Linked DNA regions of Anser cygnoides: region 2 is linked to region 1. The links are chromatin contacts, called in public Hi-C maps. All regions are on one chromosome and are shown on one strand. The core of a region is the stretch at or near the end of the contact, and the rest is flanking DNA. Distances in the headings are between cores, read along the strand shown. Region 1 holds the start of TMCO3 (transmembrane and coiled-coil domains 3). Region 2 holds the start of F7 (coagulation factor VII).

What was found. A called contact is a pair of places that touch in the nucleus more often than the background predicts.
Region 2: a Hi-C map of liver shows a contact between it and region 1, with 5 times the contacts expected there. The contact joins the promoter of F7 here to the promoter of TMCO3 in region 1. A contact is called at or near these places in 2 of 7 Hi-C or Micro-C datasets (both in liver).

Annotation. Positions count from the first base shown.
Region 1 is chr1:147,875,234-147,879,159 of Taihu_goose_T2T_genome, forward strand. It overlaps TMCO3 (transmembrane and coiled-coil domains 3), which reads right to left and starts at 1,907. Exons shown (of 13, transcript XM_013197485.3): 1 at 1,762-1,907; 2 at 1-260. The coding sequence starts at 164. DCUN1D2 (defective in cullin neddylation 1 domain containing 2) reads left to right here and starts at 2,035. Exons shown (of 7, transcript XM_066990529.1): 1 at 2,035-2,162. The coding sequence starts at 2,160.
Region 2 is chr1:148,119,577-148,123,502 of Taihu_goose_T2T_genome, forward strand. F7 (coagulation factor VII) reads right to left here and starts at 1,957. Exons shown (of 8, transcript XM_013197422.3): 1 at 1,032-1,957. The coding sequence starts at 1,101.

The sequences.
Region 1 (3,926 bases), core at 657-3,156:
CAGCTCTCCAACACCCATTGCTTCCGCTGGGTAATAACAGCTCCTTTCCCACGGTGCAGCTTTATTGCATGCTTTACTACATCTTCGTGTTCTGCAGCATTCGCCAAGTGGCCACAAAGCAGCGAAACCAACGTCCATAGGGGAGTAAATCCAGTCACCTTCATCCTTCACTTTTTACTGCTGCTGGGGGAAGCCGATCATCCACAGCCGCTCAAGGCTTTCTGCTACATGGTTTCTGCATCTCCAGTGCATACACCCTGCTGCAAGACAGTACTAATCAGGTATCAAACATGGAAATGTTGAGCCACTGGATCAAATAAATTATAAAACAAACGGAAGGCTGCATTCTACGCTACAGTCTTTAACAGAACATGAATGGTCTCCTTCGGTCAATAGTTATCAAAACCAGCAACAGCCCGAAGTTATTGACAGGTTTTATTCTCTCTATCTTCTAGAGACGACCTTGTTTAAAGAACATCAACCGGAAGGCTTAGTCATATCACGTGGCAGTCATTTGTGCTGCTTCTCAGAGGAGAGAAAAGCTATTAAAATATCATGCTGTGAGGCCATAGGTTGTATTTCAACCCAGCACCAGAAGGCATTCTTCCTTTATATCAGTAACCCCTTGTAGTTTCTGAAACCTATCCTGAGAAATTGTATTATATTCACTTGGTATGTATACGGTCTCAGAACTGTTAGCGTTAGGTCAGAGGTCGGACTAGGTGATCTTGGAGGTCTCTTCCAACCTAGACGATTCTGTGATTTATACAAAACTTAACGAAAAGAACCTTAACTGAAAGAGATTACATCATACTTGTGAGAGAAACATATCTGCAGGGAAAAAACAGGAGCAAAACTTGCTGGACTTCGCGCTACCAGTTCGGATCAGAGACCTTGATGTGAAAGGCTGCATGGCCTGGAGGCATTTTGTCTGAATGCTAATTATTGATCCTTGTGATTTTAAAATAGGCTTATATTATAAAACAGACTTATATTAAAGGCAAAACCGGTATTGTTCGTGAGTTCCTTACCCAGAAGCTACTTCAAAATCTCGGTGCGAAACCAGGTCCATTTCCTTGACACAAACCCACCCCCCCCGAGGCTACACGCGATAAAGCACCCACTCATACCGGAGCACAGCATCCTAAAGACACACAACCCACACGACATTTGGGTGTATCGCCGCAGGAGCGTGTGTAAGCCCAAATCTCGCCCTTCAAGCCCCGGCCTGGGGTTACCACAAGATGGGTGCAGCTGCCTGGAGGCAGCCCCTGGCAGAGGACCCGCTGTGCCCGTAAGGCAGCAGCAGCAGCGGCAGGGAGGGGTACGAAGGTGTCGGGACGGTGTCAAGCACGGCTTTTGGGGTGCCCCACCTGGGCTTTTGGGGTGCCAGAAATCCCTGGTCCCGACCCGTGGGGGTGGGCGGAGGTGGGTTGGTTTCCTTGCTGGTTTCCTTGCAATGAATGAAACCCGAGCCCGTGGATTTCGGTGCCAGCAGTTGGCTACAGAATAAAGGTGTACGAATACAGGAATTAAAACGTTTAAAATTAAGAAACGGGGGGATAAACGAGGGGCAGGAGCGCGCCCACGCCGCTGGCTGCGATAAATAAAGTGGCAATATTTCACAACTTGGGTGAAATCCCTGCGGTTTTGCCATTTTTAGGAGCTGGAGAGCAGCGGTCCCCATCCCCCGGCGGAAGCCGGAGCGGTGTTTCAGGGAGGTGCTTCCCGCTCGCCCCCCGACCGGCGCTACCCGCTTACCGCACAGCGCCCAGCCGCCCTCCCGGAGCCGGGCTCCGCACCCGCCGCGGTGGCAGCGGGGCAAGGCCCCCGGGCACCGCCAGCCTCGCTCGGCCGCTGCGGCTCCTTTAAGCGCGCTGCCTCATGGGAGATGTAGTCCGGGGTATATATAGCGGCGCGGCGGCGGGGCTGCTCCTTTCGGCGGGCGGCGCGGCGCGGCGCGGAGCACGCCGGGAGATGTAGTCCGCCGCCCGACCGCGGCCTAACCCGCGGCGCGGGAGGAGGAGGAGGAGGGAGGAGGAGGAAGGCGGCGGGGCGATCCCGCTGCCCGGCCGGCCGGCGGTAGGCGGCGCCGCTGCTCGGCGCCTGCGCGGGAGGCGGCGGCGGGCGGTGAAGTTGGGCGAAGCGCCGCTGGGAACATGGTAGGCGGCGGGGCGGGGGGGGAGGGAGCGAGGGGGGCACGGCGAGAAGCGGGGAGCGGGGACGGGTCGGAGGCGGGGGGGACCCCGGGCAGCCCTCGGCTGCCCGCCCCGTTAAGCGCAGCGGTCCCCAATTCCCCGCCCCGTTCCCCCCCGTCCCTCCTCCCGTCCCGGCACCGCGTCCCGAGCCCTGCTCCGGGGCACGGCGGGGGGCGAGCGGGGACCAACCCCCCCCATTCCCCGGTGTCCCCCCGGTGTCCCCCCGGTGCCGCCGGCAGGCAGCGGGGAAGGTGACCCGGGGCGGGCACGGAGCCGGCAGCCGCGTACCTTGCCCTTTTTTGGGCTGCGGGCGGACGCGCAACCCCCCCTCCGTGTCCGTCCCCCCGTCTGTCCCCCTGTCCGTCCCCCCCGGCCCCTCAGGTGTGGGGGTCATGGCTCTTTTGGGGTGTCCCCCCCCCCCCCGACCCCTGCTGGGTGCCCCCTGGCTCAGGGGTTTGGGTAGGTGAGGGGTTAGTGAGGGGGGGGGGGGCGGCTCCGGTGTCTGAACCTTCGTCAGAAGGGAGGGGTTATTGAGGGGTTCATCCCAAAGCACGCTGCTGTTGTTGGTTTTGGGGGGGGGGGGGGGGGGGGGGGTCCTTCTTACGCGAAAAGCTTTGCGTTTTTCTGCTTATATAAAACAGGGAAAGACCGCAGTCCGTATCTTGTTTGTGCCGTGCGTTGCTTGTCCCGAGCCCATCCGTAGGCTCCGTCTGTGTCCGAGAGATAAGGAGGAAACCCGGGGGTGGTCCCGCGCTCGCGGCGTGCTGCCCCCCCTGCCAGCGGCAGCCTCCGTCCCACCGATATTTCGGACACCCCCGGGGGGGTGTTTTCTGCTTCACCCGCTGCTTCAGGCAGCAGTAAGCAGCTTGAGACAGATTTCTCAGATAACGCGTCCAGTGGTGTCAAAACGTGATAAAAAACCAGAGTTGGGTTTAAGCTAGCTCCTTCCTCCAGCAGGATCGCGCTGACCGATGGCGACGGCAAGTTTGCTCCCTAGAAAATCCCTTCTCCCGCCTCTTGTTTTTATTCCCACAGACTTGGGGGTGCTGCAATTGGTGGCTGCGGCAATTAGCTGTCATTAAGGGGGACCCCTTAGTGGTGCCTCGGTGCCACTGCAACAGGCCGCTTTGCTGGTTAATGTGCTAACAGTGCAAATAGCTTTTTTTCCAGAGAAAATTAAAGTTTTAGATCATGTTTACAGAAACTTTATAGACTCGTTGCAGCATTCAGCAAACCTCTGGGGTGTGTGCTTCGTTTCCTTTTGGTCTTATATCTTCTGATGGCACGAGTTAATAGTTCCTAACATAAAAATGTGAGAAATGCTTCTGACTTTCAGTTGATCGCTTAAAATGATTAAACTTTGCATTAGCGTTAGGAAAACCTTTAAGCAGATTTCTCACTTTCTCCATTCCCAAAGGACTTACGCAGGATCTGAGAATCTGTGCATCAGGCCTGTGTGATTTCTTGTTTATGTGACCAATGGTCATATTTTCAGGATATAGCCGTGTTGTATATGATGAAACTTGTGTTTGCTGATGTTACAGAGCAGAACAGAAAAGACTCTTGCATATGTGAGCAGTAGAGCAGCATATAACTCTATTACTAGTGGAATATTTTTTTTGCTAAAAGTGTACATATAGATGCTGTTGTTTCGATTTTCAGAAGAAAATGCTGTCTTTTTAACTGCAGAAGAACAAGGCTTTGTCTTCCTGTAATTCTGAAGTGAAA
Region 2 (3,926 bases), core at 707-3,206, 240 kb after region 1:
TGGCCTCTGAAGGACAAGACTGATGACCCCTGGGGATGTGAGTGTACACTCATAGGCACCCTCACAGGCATACACATAAACATGAATCCCGAGAGGGCCTAGTTTGGTCTGGTGAGTTCTTTGCCTCTTGGCATCAGTGTCAAATCAGGACATTTGCCGAATTACATGTGAAATACTGGTCATTTTCCCCATATTTCAAAGTTACTTAAAGGATTAAACTATTTTGTGTCATGCATCTAATTTATCACAGGGTGTTTCATAAACATTTGTCCATTGCAGGAATGTCAGCTGGGTTGTTCTGCTGTGATTTTTAAATCAGGCTGTATGCATTTAATATGGCTTTCTTTAAAGGTTTATAATTATGCTGAAGATACATTACATATGTATCAACGCACGTGGATACTGACACCCTCCCACTTTCATTCCTGCGTTCTCCACTTATTTACATTGGAACATTTTAGACTTTGCTAAAAATTTCTTCCAGCTTTGTTCATCACAGTTTGAGAGACACAGTCAATGGCTACCTGAGAATCACCAAGCAATTTCTTCTGGTTCTGCTGTACTAATTTGGTTGCTGATTTTCAGACACATCCTGAAACTACCGAAGAGCTGCCACCTCGCTCCCATCTACTGCAATGGAAACATAGCGGTCTTCCCCTCTTTAATTTCTTGTCAGCTGAATGAGAGGCTATCGATTCTCTGCTTTGAAAAATACCATGGCTCAGCATGAAATAAAAATAAATCTAGGTTCCTGTTTTCACCTCATAGGCAGGCAGCTGATGGTTGACCTGCTGCCTGTGCAGTGAGGTGATAGATGCGCATATGAGCGTGGAAGGGATTTTCCTCAGCTGGCAAAACAAGCACACGGCTGCCATCACTGAAAGCAAACAAGAGCCTTCGAACAGCTCACAGGCACAACCAGAGGCAGGACAAACATTTCTGTGTGCAACAGCACTCAAAGCTCGCAGTAAGGATTATGCCAGTGTATCAGCAGAGAGGTTTGCTGCCAGTAAATGTAATTGCAGACGTACCTGCATCCAGAGAAAGTGGAATCAGCAGCGGAAAGCAGAGAAGCAAAGCCACGCACTGCCTGGAAACCATGATGAACCCTACAAGTCGGCGTCCCAGCGGCGTATTGACATTTCAGCAAGGACTGTTTGGCCAAAGAGCTCAGCTTCAAACGCTCGGAGCAGAGGAGGGGCCGGCGAGTCATGGAAACCAGGAACGATCCGCGCAGAGAGCTGAGCACGAGGGCGCCTGCAAATCCTGCACCGTGTCCTTTCTGCACCAGCAGGGAGCTTGCTGTCGAAGCACGCTCTCCTGAGCTGTGCAAAGGCTGTGCTGATTGCAGAGGCTTCTACCCTGCCCCTTTATTTTCCATCTAACAGGCCTTTTTCAGGCAAAAAATAAATGCCAGGCCCCTGTGTCTGTATGGCACTGTGCTGGCCGTGTCACCATCCATGCAGAGCTGCAGCAGGGCATTTGTCTCGACCAGGCAGGCCAGGTACAACCTGTCAGGGATTTGGGGGATGACCAAACTGCTGACATCCCCCTTTTTCCCACCTCCCAGTCACCAGTGGAAACCCTGAACTTCTGGCTCAGATTACTTGGAGACACTAATTAACCAGCAGAAGTACCCTACATTGGTTTCCTGTGGCTTTATTGCAAGATGCCTGTGCCTTGCAAGCTGTACCAGCTCGAGGAGATGCGGAGCTGATCCACATTGCGTTTCATGAGTAATGACAGGGCTTCGAGGGGCTAGTCTGCAAATCATATTATATCTGGGGAATAAGCAATCCTCTGATTTAACGGAAATCAATTAGTGGCATCACAGCAGAGAGCTGACAACAGGCTTAGGTAAATGTTGACTTCAGATAGCAGGGAGGTAAAGGGCATGTTTGCCCATGAGAAGCGAAGCAGCCCTGAGGGCTGGGGCATCCTTCAGGCAGTCCTCCCCTCGGTTGGTGCGGAGGAAGGAGGGCTGGCTCTGCACCTCAGCCTTGTGGCCCTGAAAAGCCCCAGCTGTGCTGCTGCTTTGCTGCCAGCGCTCGGCTGAACTTCCAGGAAGCCGCCATCGATCGGACAGCTGGGCTCCCGGCCACCCTTCGCACGCGTTCCTGCTGCTCCATGCCACGGCTGGACATCCTGCTCTGAAACTGGTTTCCTGAGAGGAGGCATTTGGGCACGTCTCTGGATGGCAGCTGGGCTCCCAGCATGGTCAGAGATGGTGGCAGGTCCCGTCCCAGGGCAGGGGGTGGCAGCTGGGGTACTAAAGGAGCTCTAGCAGGCCCAAGCTTTCTGGGAAGCCCCTCCGTACCTCATAACCTGCCAACATGGTCCTCATTCCTTGCTCACTTGCCTACGGCAGTGAGCTGAAAACAGCTAGGACATGTTCAGCTTAGCGAAGCCTAGTTTTTCAGATCTGCTTGCAGACATCTCCCTCTGTCGCGTCTTCTCGGGAAAAGCTGCACCCCCTGTCTGTTTGAACACCAGGTGCCTCCTGCGCCCTAGGCCAGCCCAGCTTGGTCCCTGTCGCCACCCAGGGGTGTCTCCTTGGGCTGGGTGGGATCTGCCAGCACCCTGCTAGGGGCTGCAGGTGGTCCCGCTCCACAGCCATGGCACCACTTCGCTGGCTTCTCTTCCTTGATGGTGCACAGGCTTCTGTACATCCTCTAGGCCTGAGGCAATGCCTCCCTGCTCTCTTTCTCCCTTGCCAGCCTGCACACGTGAAAGATTTTGTTTTTACTGCTTGGGAATACAACAAAACCCATTGTTATTTCGCAGGGAGAAGTCCGAGTACTGGGAACAACAGTCGGTTCCCATGGGGCCAGCCCTTCTTCCAAGAAAAATTCTTGAGATTAGATGTCATCAGGGGTGGCAAGGAGGCCTGTGCCCATGACAAGAGCCACTGGAGATCCAGCTGGACTTCAGGACTTCATGGCAGCTCTTTGCCAGCCAGCTTCACGTAGATCTCTGCTTATAGTGCTTTGGTTGAAGAAGAGCTCTTGACTTCAAGAAGAGCTCCCCTTCCTTATGGTCTGGGACCCCAGCTGGAGGAACAAATGTCAGGTCATTAGCTTGTTTTCCCCAGAAGATCCCTAGATCTCACTTTGTGGGTTTTTTTCTTGTGTGGTCTTGCTGTAGCTTATGAGAATTATCCTGGTATTCTGCTCAATAAATCTCCTTCCCAGTGGAGGCTTCAGCCTTGCCTTATATTTTCTGAGCAATTCCAAGGAAAATAATCCACTGTCCAATTAAAAGTAAATGTATATTAAAGCAAACTCACCCCATGACTGCTGCTAGAATCTGTTTGGGGACAGCTGTTCAGAAAATATGATTTAGGGCATTTTTTTAGTGTATGCTTTGGAAGTCCAAAGTTGCTTCATTTCCAAGTTCATATAAAAAATAAAATAAAAATAACAATAAAAAAAAAGAAAAATGTTAACAATGTGTAAAAATGTCTAAACCAGAAGCAGTAGCCTGGAAGACATGAATTGATGTCTTAGAACATACTGTTCTTTATTCTTGCCTTGGTTTATTTTGACATTTTTCAAAGAAAAACTCGTATGATTTTGCTATTTTTAGGTTGATATTTTGGGTTGAAGATAAGACACATATGGAAGCTACTGGGAACTGTGCAACTCAATCTGATCCATCAGGTCACTGATTATTTAAACATGAGTTTTCCTGTCAGCACTCAGTGACAATTTTTATTATTTTTTTTTTTTAAAAAGGAAAAAAAGAGATTTCTATTTCTGAAATACCATAAGACATCACTTGAGTGAGCTGACCAGGGAGTTTAGGTAAAAAGGGTTTAGGAACAAGCTAAAAATGGAAAATTCAGTCTAAATCTCCAATAACAGTTGTAACTTGCCATCATACACTTATCAGACTACTTACAAGAGATCCAAGCCTGTTATCAAGTT